Linked DNA regions of Mus musculus: region 2 is linked to region 1. Evidence: chromatin contacts called from public Hi-C data. All regions are on one chromosome and are shown on one strand. Each heading gives the region's core, a stretch centred on a gene start, on an enhancer-like site or on the middle of the called end of the contact. The rest is flanking DNA. Distances are from core to core; before and after follow the strand shown.

The links. A called contact is a pair of places that touch in the nucleus more often than the background predicts.
Region 2: a Hi-C map of the N1E-115 cell line shows a contact between it and region 1, with 5 times the contacts expected there. The contact joins two enhancer-like sites. A contact is called at or near these places in 4 of 484 Hi-C or Micro-C datasets (the HPC-7 cell line, the N1E-115 cell line, double positive thymocytes and 1 more) and 1 of 115 datasets of contacts at active chromatin or transcription factors (bone marrow-derived macrophages).

The regions. Positions count from the first base shown.
Region 1 is chr17:51,411,071-51,417,449 of GRCm38.p6, reverse strand. No RefSeq gene overlaps it. Among named protein-coding and RNA genes, the nearest start is that of C330011F03Rik, 34 kb to the left of the region's middle. Within about 2 kb of position 2,924, at least 8 of the 459 cell types and tissues checked have an H3K27ac peak or open chromatin away from gene starts, as enhancers often do. A contact at or near this core is called in the N1E-115 cell line, where this site is marked.
Region 2 is chr17:51,497,181-51,503,331 of GRCm38.p6, reverse strand. It overlaps the pseudogene Gm46574. Among named protein-coding and RNA genes, the nearest start is that of Gm31143, 34 kb to the left of the region's middle. Within about 2 kb of position 4,896, at least 1 of the 459 cell types and tissues checked has an H3K27ac peak or open chromatin away from gene starts, as enhancers often do. A contact at or near this core is called in the N1E-115 cell line, where this site is marked.

The DNA.
Region 1 (6,379 bases), core at 1,675-4,174:
AGTAATTGTGGTTGCTGGTGTAGGCAGTGAGAACCTAGCTCCACTGACTCTCTGAGGAACACAAAGTGCGTCCCAGAATGATCTGTTCACAGTGCAGAAGGCTGGCATACTCGTGCACTAATTCCCACATTCTGCCAGCTGAGGCTTGTCTCTGGGGCACTAACCTACTTTACTTTCTACCTGGTTTCTAGGTGCTAGCTGAATGAGCTACCATAGCTTTAAGAAATCTCTCAGGCACAAAACTGGGTGAAATGCTGGCTGCCTGAAGCTCATGGGGGCAATTGCCAGGCTGCACAGTATATTCATCAAAGCTACAGCAGAATATGAGAGAGAGTCTAGGAGATGCCACATAGCAAAACAAGACCCTTTACTGAGCCGCTCCACCCTGTGTCATTTGGCCAACTTTTAAGGCCATTTCTCTATGTAAAGGAATATCAGCCTACTCTATCAAATTAGCAGAAAAGTTGTGACTTTACCAAAAGACACACAGCCATTGTCAGCTAATGTTCTTTAAAGTTCTCCTTCTCCACTGCTGGGACACAGGTCTTAAATCATTAGTTAAACACAAAAGAAAAGCAATTAAGTTGGTGTCCTTTGCAAAGTACATGTTATATTTGTGTCTTAGTCAATGTTCTATTGCTGTGAAGAGACACCATGACCACAGCTCTTATAAAAGAAAGCATTGAATTGGGGATGGCTTACAGTTCAGTTTAGTCGATTGTTATGATGGCAGGAAGCATACCAACCTACAGGCAGACGTGATATTGGAGAAGGAGCTAAGAGTTTTTCATCTAGAACCACAGACATCAAGAAGAGAGAGGGAGGGAGGGAGGGAGGGAGGGAAGGAGGGAGGGAGAGAGAGAGAGAGAGAGAGAGAGAGAGAGAGAGACTGGGCCTGGCTTGGGTTTCCGATATCTCAAAGCCCACCTCAGTGACATATTTCCTCCAACAAGGCTACATCTACACCAATAAGAACACACTTCCCAATAGTGCTATTCCCTAATGTCGAAGAAGTCAAAGCAGTCAAATACATAAGCCTATAGGGGGTCATTCCTATACAGACACATTCCACTCCCTGATAATAGACATCACCATGCAAAAATGCATTCCATCTAACTTCAAAAGTCCCAGCAGTCTATCACAATCTCAACACTGTTTAAAAGTCCAAAGTTCAAAGTCTCTTTGGAGACTCATGGCAGTCTCTTAACTGTTGTACCCTGTCAAATAAAAATAGAAAAGCACATCACATACTTCCAACATACATTGTCATAGAATAAACATCACCATTCCAAACGGAAGGATACAGAGCATAGTGAGAAAATACCGAACGAACCAATGCAAGACCTAAAACCAGCTGAGCAAACTCCATACTCTGCATCTCCATGCCTGATGTCAAAGCACTTTCCAGATCTCCAACTCTTCTCAGCTTTCTTGATTACAACAAACATGTCTCTCTTGGACTGGCTTCACTCCCTGTCATCAGCTCTCCTTGGCTGGTTGCCCACGACTCTGGAATCCCCAACGAATCAGTGTCTCCAACAAATTCTAGGTTTCACCCTCACAAACTCACACGGTGGCATCTCTGGGTCTCCATGCAGTGATGCTCCTGCCATTCTCCTGACGTCAGAGGTTTTCCTTGATTGGAGAGAGAGATTCCCTAACCCTTTTCTTGTATCCTTGACTCTAAAGCCAAAATCACATGGCCAAAGCTGCCAAGTTCTTCTGCTTGCTGGGGCTGAAACACAGCTCCCTTGTTCAATTACATTTCCATTCACATTTTTACCAGCTTTCTGTTTTCTGTTTATAGTCATGAGTCCTGCCATCCATCTTCCTCAGCCCAGGAATTCACCATTAAAGAGCTACCCAATGGCATTAAGGCCTTGTATCCCTGGAATGTTCTATTAAACCAACCCCCTTAGAAAACTCATTCACCATGCCACGTCTGTCTTGTCTGAGGTAGAACTGGCTTGACAAATGGACTCATAATAGTACCACAGGAGAGAGGACCAAAGATCTAGGTTTATGATGGGACCCTACTCATGATGCATCAGAAGGCATCGGAAGGCATGGAACTTCATGAGAGCTCCTCACTTTTTCTTACCCTTCATCTCATCCTTCCCCAAGGGAAAGAGTCTTAGATGACGACAGCAGAAAGAAAATTCCACTATTTTTCTTTGAGCCAAGAATGGTTTTGAATAAGACTGGTTTATTTATTTTTCAATATTTACTGGACATGTGAGAAGTGTGAGCTGGTTACTGACTTCAGGATATCTGGTCATCACTAAGACAGGCAAGGTCCAATTCAAAATCCAAGGAAATTAATACTCAATACCAAAGATTGTTTTTAAAAATTTATTGTGTGCATGTAGCGTGATGGCATGTATGTGTGCATGTACACATGTATGGGCTCACATATGTGTAAGTGCACATGTATATGCATATACATGAAACCCAGAACTTAATATAGAATATCTTCTCAGTCATTCTCCACTTTATTTACTGATACACTGAACCCAGAACTCATCAGTTTGGCTAGTAGAGTGAGCCAGTTTGCCCCAGGATCTGCCACTGCTGCTTCTCAAACATGAAGACTGCAGGCAGGTCATGATAGAAGAAAGGGGCAGTATATATTGACCTGTCTGAGGAAATGAAAGAAGCTGTAAGGTGAAACAAGGACAAAAACAAAGGAAAGGTGGGCTAAGGGAAGAAAGAACATCGTAGAAACAAGGGAATTTATCTGAACATAGAAGGAGACCAAGTATCCCTGGGAGGAAAGGATAAATTTGAAAATGAAGGCAGTGGCTGGGGCTTAGGGAGCTCTGTAAGTGTCTCATCCATCTCGGCTCTCAATTCCAGACTCCAACGACACAATCTCAGTCTTCATTTGAGCTTGGATGATACCCAAGCACCCCTCTTCTTATCAACAGCAGCAGTATTGTGTGAGTCATAGCCTGTGTGACTCATAAAGGGCTTTCACGCTGCATTACTATTAACAATACTATTAAAAAATCAAGATAATATCATTTAGGGGCAATGCTAGGAGCTTTGAGTGGATTAGCTCAGTTAATTCTCAGCACAACATTTATAGCAAGAGAAATTATATCCCATTTCCAAACGGGGAAAGCCAAGCTGAGACAGGTTAGGGTCAACCAAAGGCTACACAGCCAACACAAGCCTACCTAATCCCAAACTCAGCTCCAAGCTCTAAACCACAGACTCTTCTTTTTAAAAAGTGTATATGGCTATGTATAGCCTGCATAGATTCACATGTGTCTCTATGTGCAGGGGCACATGCGCATACATGTGCAAGTAGAGGCTAGTGAATGTTGACAGGGTCTCTCAATGAACTCAGAGTTCACCAATTTGTAGCTGGCCAACTTTCCACAGGTTCCTCTGTCTTCACCAGCTTGCCACAGGATCCTCTGCCTCAATTTGCCATACACTGGAATTTCAGACAAACCACTACATTTCATATGGATTCTAGGGAGCTGAACTCCAATACCCATGCTTGTATGGCAAAAAGTTTATCTACTGAGTCATCTCCTCAGCCTCCAAACCACAGATTCTTAAACAGCATGTTGGGCTTACAGTTTGCAACCTTATTTGTGGTCATAAAACCAAATGTGGAGATCACAAAGCAGTTGACAACTGGCAAAAGTTTCTGAATGTACAATGATCAAAAAATAATTAACTCAAAATCATACATATAATGATTTGTGGGATTTATGCAACTTGCCTATGTTGCATCTCACAATTTCAGTGCAACCTTGGCAATCAATACATATGTGCACTTTGTACTGCACAGGCCATTATACTGCAAACGACCCATGAATGCTGCTTGAAACACCCTAGTTCAGACTATCTACCATTAATATGAATTATGGTGGTTTTACTATACATGCAAGATTTCCTGTTCTTATAGAAATGTATGGTTTAATTGGGAAAAACAAATTTTTAACATGTTCCTACTGTGGTTCTGTAGCACATAGCTATCAAATTAATATATTTTTTGAATTGGATTGTTTTAGCATGCTTGGTTGATTTTCAAAATGTTTAAATATTTACTTTAAAAATAGATTCTCTAACAATTTTTGAAATATCTGTAAACATACTTCTGCTCTTATACATTTTATGTTCCATACTTATATGCAGGGATATTCTCAGCAGTGACAATTTCAAAAATCAAAATATCAGTCAACTTTGAAAAACAATCAAGCTCTTTTATGTCCTTATATTAGTTACTGTTCTATTACTATGAGGAGACAGCATGATCAACGCAGCCTGTAGAAGGAAGAGTTTATTATGACTGACAGTTTCAGAGTGTGAGTTCATGACCATCACACAGAGCAAGGGAGCAGGCAGGCATAGTGCTATAGCAATAGCTAAGAGCTTACATCCTTATTTGCAAGTTGGAGGCCAAGGTAAAAGTAACTGGGAATGGCATGAACTTTTCAAACTTCAAAGTCAACCCCCAGGAAACACCTCCTTCAACGAGGCCACACCTCCTGTTACTTCCCTTGTAATCTCCACTGACCAGAGAACCAAGCAATTAAATCTATGAACCTAAGGAACTATTCTCATGTAAATCACCTTAGCCCTACAGTATCAAATATTGTCACTAGAGAGTTGCCGGCCCATACATTTAAAATAGTTAATACTTGGGCCAACTCTTGTGTTGCCTGTTGTCATGTTTTTAATCCCAGCACACAGGAGGCAGAGACAGGTGAGTTTCAGGGCAGTCAGAGCTGTATAATGAAATCCTGCCTAAAATAAATAAGTAGGTATATTTACGAGTAGATCAAAATTCCTGAGTCGGAGCTTTCCTGAGAGATTCCAAGGGTCCTTTAAGAAGTCCTTGCTCTCTCCTTCTGCCTCTTCTTGCCCACCTCATACAACTTCTCCTTCCTTTCTTTTCTTCTTTTCTTTCTTCTGTCCACTATAAGCGTCTATATTAACCTATTTTTTCTAAAGAAAAGGTTGATGGTTTTCAACAGATTCATGCGAAAATCCGTGATTTAATTTTTTTCCTCATTCAATTGAGCAAGTGTTTTAAAAATAAGACCTTCAAGGTATATGTAGTCCCTGCATCTGCAGCAGGGGCATAGCCCAGGAACATATTAGAAATACACATTTCTACCAATTGACCTCTGTCCTCGAGTAGAGCCCCGGTAGTCTGAGTTTTAACAAAGTTTTCTAGCTCTGAAATGTGCTCCAGCTTGAGAACCAACAGACCACCCTAACAAAGTCAAAACATCGCTGACAAAAAAGAAGTGTTTGGTTCAGCCATTTCACAAAAGGAGAGTGATCTAAACAGACACTTGAAGTCGCCACCTTAACATGGCCTATGACTGTCAACTAGGGCTTTTAAAATTGAACATGTACGTTTATCCGAGATCTGAAATTAAAGGGCATTTCACATTTGGCTTTCTTGTCTCTGCACATTGAGCTCTCATTTAAACTGTGCAGTCTGATTGTTAACGGCCATCCAGGGTAAACCCCTCTGCAGACGCCACGCTGTGAAACGTGTACTAGAGGCCACCATCTGGCCCGTTCTTTTTTAGTGACACAAGTGACAAAATGGTCAAACATAAAAATTCAAAGCTTCAGAACTAGAATTTTCCTCCAGCAACCCGGTTCTCACGTGTCTGCCCATCTCCGCCTGTCTACACTCATGTTTCTGATCCAGAGCTGAAATGAGCTCCCTCCGCATCCCCCAAACACACACACACACACACACATACCCTTCCTCCTTCTCTCCTCTCAACCATGTGTTCATTTTGGAGCCATTTCATTCTGGCTCTGAAATCCATGCTATTTTGACAGGTAAAAGTGAGATCCTCAGAGCTCTTGGTTTTAGGACTCGAGCTTTAAATGAAATCATGATGACTTGAGAGATTGCTATTATTTTCTTTTAGTGTTTAGGACTGCTTGGAGTAATAGCCTTTTCTATACCCTCAGGCTATTTGAGGACAGCCCTGTCCTCGGCTTGGAGGAGCTCATTCAGAAAGATGCACGAACCTACAGATGAACGCACAGCTAACCAGCTGCCCAGTTCAACCATAACTTCACAGCATTGTCATCCAGCTCAAGGCCCCATGCAGGGTTTTTCATTGTCTACCCCACTCCTGTAGCAATTCCAGAAGTTTCACATAAACCTACCCTACACCTGCATAATTTAATAATTATTATATCAATATTTAATTACCCTCCACCTGCATAATTTAAATCAATTTTTTTTTTTACTTGTTTTCGCCATTTGGAGCTCAGGGTGTATGAAGCAGGTGTGTTAGTGTTGAATATGGCGTTTCCTGGAAGAATCCCTCTATGGTATTCACAGGGCCTCACTGCCTGCAGACAGAAAGGACGTATTGCATTGTGT
Region 2 (6,151 bases), core at 3,647-6,146, 84 kb before region 1:
CATATCACTGTTGAGAAAAGGGGCTTTCCATTTCTGGACCATAAAACATTGTAAAACATGAATAAATGGATTTATTGATGATATTATGGATGATATATAGTGCATCCTGATATTTCATGACTCTTTTTGACCCATAACAGGCCTGTAAAGTTTTTCTTCATAGAAGCGTCTAGAAGTATCCCATGTTTGGTGTTAGCTTCCCACAGTTTAGTCCCCCTCTTCTATGCACAGTATTCTGGATTTCCTATCTGGAGGCAGCCCTGCTCAAGCTCAGCTCTTGTGGACCCTCTGGAATGGATTTCCATGGACTGCAGCCTCACAGCTTCAGAAGCACAGGCTCTGAAACATCATTACCCCGTTAAGTCTCCTCCCCACACCCAAGGCTTCCTAATGCTTTTAAAACATCAACATTTTTCCTGATTTAAAGGTTCTCACGTGGTCTAGATCCCATCTATTTCTCTGACTAGGCACTTACCTCTTCTTAGCCTGGCTCTCTCTTAAATTATCTAAACAACCCCTTTGTGGAACCATGAAGTGGTCCTTCATCCAGAAGACTTCCGGAAGTGTTTACCTTCTGACTCATCCTAGTCATTCAGTCCTCAGAGCACATGTCACCTGCTCAGAGAACAGTAGTTCCCAACCACACAACCATATCCTGTTTTGGCAAGTTTATCACAATGCAAAATCATCTTTTTTGTTGTTTTAATTATTTACTGTATGATGTCTTAGGAAGACATTAGAAACCCTAATGATTCCTGTCACTGTCAGCACTTTAAAATATCACCTAGAACATAGAAGATAGATATTCATCTAAAATATTTAATGAGGGTTGGTAAGACAGTGTATTGAGTAAAGACACTTGCCATCAACCATGACAACCAATGAACCCTTTCAGTGGGAGAGAAGAACTAAATCCTGTAAGTTGTCCTCGAACCTCCACATGTCTGCTATGGTGTTCTCATGACCACACACACACACACACACACACACACACACACACACACACACACACACACGATAAATAAATAAATAGATGTAATGAAATATTTAAAATAATGAACAAATGCATATGTCCTGCCCACTTATAAAGCAAGACATAAACTTTGACATAAAGTCTCTATCCAAAAATTATTGACAGCTGTTTTAAAATCTTAAGGGAAACTCCTTAAATAAACACGGAATACTGCAGTGATTCATTAGCTATAGGATGTTAGTTGTCAACCAGCAACCTGGGTTGTCAAGGGACGTAAGTTTTAAGCATCTTTCCCATCTGAGACTCCATCGATATTGGGAGCTTCACTCCCCAGGTAGAGTTATGTGGTGCTTTGCAGCGTTATTATAACAACAGGCTAGTTAATAAAAATAATATAATGATGGCATGAACAGCAATCAATGTCAGCCCCTTCTCTGATTTGCAGAGATCCTCTAGATGGAAGCCTGAGAGCTGGCTTATTTTCTGAGCCAGGCAAAGAATCCATCATAGTTATGGATAGTTCAAGTCAAATCAGCAAGATGTGCCATCCACAGAAACTGGTGAAATTCATGTGGATAGCTACTGCCAGGCAAGGAGGAAGGCGAAACAGACCCGTAAGAACACATGACTGCATTGCTTCACCGGGACAAAAATGAGAGAGAGCTGAAAGATTTCGCTATTTAGAAAGACAACTTTGAGCGCATTTGGTGATTTATTTGACAGGGAAGAGGAGGGCAGGCGGCTCCCTTCCTCTAGGGAACTGTCTCCTCAAAAGCAGCCCCTCAGTAACTTCTCAGTTGAAGATGCGTGCCCCCCCACCCCCACTGCCCCCCCCCACCGCCCCGCCCCCACCCCGCGCCCTCTTCGCCTATATGTATCTGACTACTCTTTTACTATTTCTTATTAGAAAATGCTATTTAATTCCATCCACGGATTGGTGACCTTTGTGTGGCTTCCCCATTTAGGAAATTTATAAGTAAATCACCAAGAAGTATGTACACACACACTTATAAAATATACATGCACTTGGAAATGAAAATGCACCAAACGAGAGAAAAAGGGACACTGTGCATTGTAAACGCTGGGCATATGTGCATCAGAGGTGGAGGCAGGTGTTTGGGAAATCTTCACACCAACCCAATATTTTTCTAATGGCTCCTGTTTCCCATGCAAGGGAGAATTCGGAAACCATTAGCCACTGCGGCGCGCTCTGAACAGAGACATGTAGCTGACACCATGGTGAGCAGGATCCTCCCTTTTCCCTCGAACAAAGAATTAGGGTGAGTTTATTAAAGCATAAATGCCATTTTCATCCTGCAATGTTAACTGTGTGGCTGGGATCCCTGAGGTACGGAGGCACTCAAAGCAAACAGCTGTGCCACCTACTTGCAACAGTTGTACGCCCACCACACAGCACCGAGGGGGAGGAGTAGGTCAAAGAGAGCCGTAAGGAGGATGGCGAATCTGGCTTTGCTGCTCCCCGGTAGCCCGGGGGAATCCAGCCCTTCGGAGGGTAGGTATTGTGTGTGCAGCTCAGAGGTTTGAGCGTTCTCTTGCAACTTGTCTCCTATTAACCACCTACTACATTTTTATATTCCACATCCACAAACCACCAAAATAGTGTTTAGCAAATTAACGGGATACTGAATAAAAAGCCAATCAAACAACCTCACAGGCAGCTCGAAGATGGGCCTGAGCAGTGGGTGTTGGAAGCCCCTGGTAGACAGACATAGATATTCCAAACAAACGGGCGCCTCTGATAGCTTTGAGAACAAAGTGTAGCCCTGGCCAGGTTGTTATCCGGGTAGCTCTGTGGAACCTATGAGCTGCTCCGTACCTGTGGCAGCAGGGAATACACCAGGAGGGCATAGACAGAACAAACCCAGCTTTTCACACTTGAAAGGCCAAAAAGAGCTCACCTATATCTTGTCACTCAGCTGCCCTGTTGTCCTGAGACAGGTGGAGTGGAGGCCACCACGCCCCCATGCTGTGGTGATTCACTCTCAATTCTGTCAGAGAAGTTTGAGCATACTTTCTTTTCTAACACTTTCCTACACCCATGCACCCCACTCTCTCCTCATCTCCTTTACTCTTTGTGACATTTTCCACATGGCTCTCTAATACTGGTACCTTTCTGGCATCTATACTGGCTCCTCTTCTCGTTTTATATGCCTTCCTCGGACAGTTCCCTCTACCCATATGTATTTAGGGCCAAGGTTTCTAGGTTTTCATTTCCTACCCCTGGCTTGTTCCTCACTTCTGTCCTTCTCATGGCTCCGCCCACTTATCCTAGCCTTTCTTTTCCATGGATTTGACACAAAGTCCCCCTCCTGGCAACTAACAAAGTTTTGATCCACCTTAGAAAACTTATCACAAACCACAGTAATCATTCCCATATCGTCTTAGGCATCATCACTGCCTAGAGAATTAGTCTACTGTGTCCAGGTAGACCATGTGCTGTGTAGCTGCTGACCACTCCCCTTATGGGGAAACAACAGGCAAGCTCCAAGCTGCCCTTTCCTTTATTTTGACTTCACTGAAACCCCTAAGTGTTAGTGAGCCAGGCCAGATTCTCTGAGTCATGACAGTTGGCTTGTCAAGATTGCAAAAGGCTTAAATTTTAATCACATCCGAGCCTGGCATGTGTTAGGTGGCTGTCCTTGACCTCAGGTATCATAACAAGAACCAAGTGACCTCTAGTCTGCAAGTCCATCACTTCAAATATATTATCTAATGTTACCAAAGCAGAGAAAGTAAAGGCATGGAGATTCGTCTTCTCTTAATGGCCCCAGACCTAAAGACACACAGATTTCTATTTAAGATCCAAGCCATTGTCTAAAATTGACCATAGAACCCCACTTAACCAGCCCTGGATCTAGGAAAGGCAAGAGACATTAATGTCTGATAAGCCCTAATTCATATATATCGCTTTATGATTCTTTTAGGAAGCTAAACATTATCTCTAGAATCTGGAAGTAAAATTTAAGTCTGATCTATGTGTCATAGACAAGCGCACCTACTAAGAGTAGCAGCTGGGCAAGCAAACTGAAAAGAAGGCTAACCAGCTATGTGGGGCTCACACCTGGGAAGACTTACAGTCCTAGCCCACAAATGGAGGCTGCCTTAGTAGCAAGTTCCCTCGTAATGAGATGGAGACTTGCTTATTTTTAGGGTGAGGCTGAGTAATTAATGACTGTCCAGGCAACTGGCAGAAACCATACAGACATTCTGAAAAATTGATTAAAACACACACACTTAAAAGCTCCAAGATGCCTTGTGACTCTCTTCCCGCCTGTAGTGTAATTAAATAAAGCTTTATCTAACCATTTTACTTGTATGCATTAGGGACTCAAACCAGGCCTCTCTTTCTCCCAAGACTTCAATATGCCCTTATCTGTTTGTACTAATTGAGTTTTCTCATACTGCCACATGGGCAGCAGCTAATAGATCTGATATGCCTGGGGATGATCCTGGGTTCCTAAAGCTCTCCCAGTGACCTCAGATCTTTAAGAACTCAGATCCGCACTGGAGACAGGAAAAATCTTGTACCTTGAAATTATGTGATCCTTTCTGCGGTGAGGTGAGGGAATTCAAATCTCCAGAAGCTCACGAACTAGATACATGCACAGGCCAGCTTAGGAAGGATACAACGCATGCCACCAAGCTCCGCCTGGTTATAATCTCAGCTGCTTCTCAAATGAAACAAGGCAGAGACTCGCCAGGCAGAGCCAGGCCTCTTGGAACAGGCCTGCAATCCCAGATACTCAAGAGGCTAAGGCAAGAGGGTCGTATATTCAAAGCCTTACCTGGGCTATAAAATGAGTTCAACTACATTAAATGTCTCAAATGAAAACGTAAAAAAAAAAGTGGATAGGGGGTTTGAGAGATTGCTTAGTGCTTAAGAGAACTTGCTTTTCTCCCAGGGGATCTGGATTCAGGTCTCAGAACCCATAAGCTTACAGCTGCTAATTCCAGCGGATCTGATGCCTTCTCTTAGCCACCAACAGCACCTGCAAAAACATTATTCTATCTACCTCTACCTCTACCTCTACCTCTACCTCTACCTCTATCTCTATCTGCATGCATGTATGTGTACATGCATATAGATACAGAGATAGCAATAGGCATTTACACATACTCATAAAAAATAAATAAGTAAATCTTAAAAGAAAAGATATCTGAAGAGATGGCTCAGTGGTTAAGTTGCTACTCTTACAGAGGACCTGGGTTGGGTTCCCAGCACCCACATGGTGGCTCACAACTGCCTATAACTCCAGTTCCAAAAGAATGACCGAGGAAAGACACTTAGTACTTAGTCTTCCATGTGCACATATTTATAAACCAACACTAACAAGTACATATAGCACACACGTATACACATGCACACATATAACATAAGATGGCTGAAAATAGACATCTAACACAGAAGTGGTGGTAGGTTCAATCCCCAGGACCGAGGGAAGGTGTAATTACCTGGAGAGCTTGTTAATGCACAGATTTCTTGGCTCTGCCCTATAGGAGCTCATAGGTTTCCAGGTGGCAGTGCTGTTGCTGCTCGAGGCCACACCTCAACAGCCAGTGGCTCAGAAGGGGGTCTCCCAGTATTGTCAGATCTCCAAGAGAAATTGGAAGTATGGATTTATATGTGAAATGCCTCGATTTTTAAAAATCTTGACCACAAATCTAAAGGCATTAAAACTTAAGACAAACCAGTTCTGATGGAGAAATGCTGCAGAGACTCACAGAAGTCTGCTTTTGAAAAAATGGTGCCGCGCTCTTAGTTTATAACCCACAGCTTTGGAAAAATTTGTCAGTCGGCAGGTAAGCCACAATAACTCCTAATAGGTGAATAGATAGTAAAAGCCCCTCATATTGTCTCTCTGTTTATCAGGTGATCCCACTTTGTCCCCTGTCACTACAAAGCTATATTTATGTGAGACCCCACCGAACCCTTTTAGAAACATTCTCCCAAACGGTCCTCAGACCCCTTAAAATATTGCCAATGAGCCCACATTTGAATGGTATCGATCTCACTTGAGTCGATATTTTAAACCATCAGCTTTAACACTGGGCCTAGGTGCTTCTCTCTGTGTTCCTAAGGCCTCAGGTCCTATACATTTTCATAGATCTGGCCCAGCACCTTTGATAGGCAGGTTGCCATGCTGGGTACTGATGATA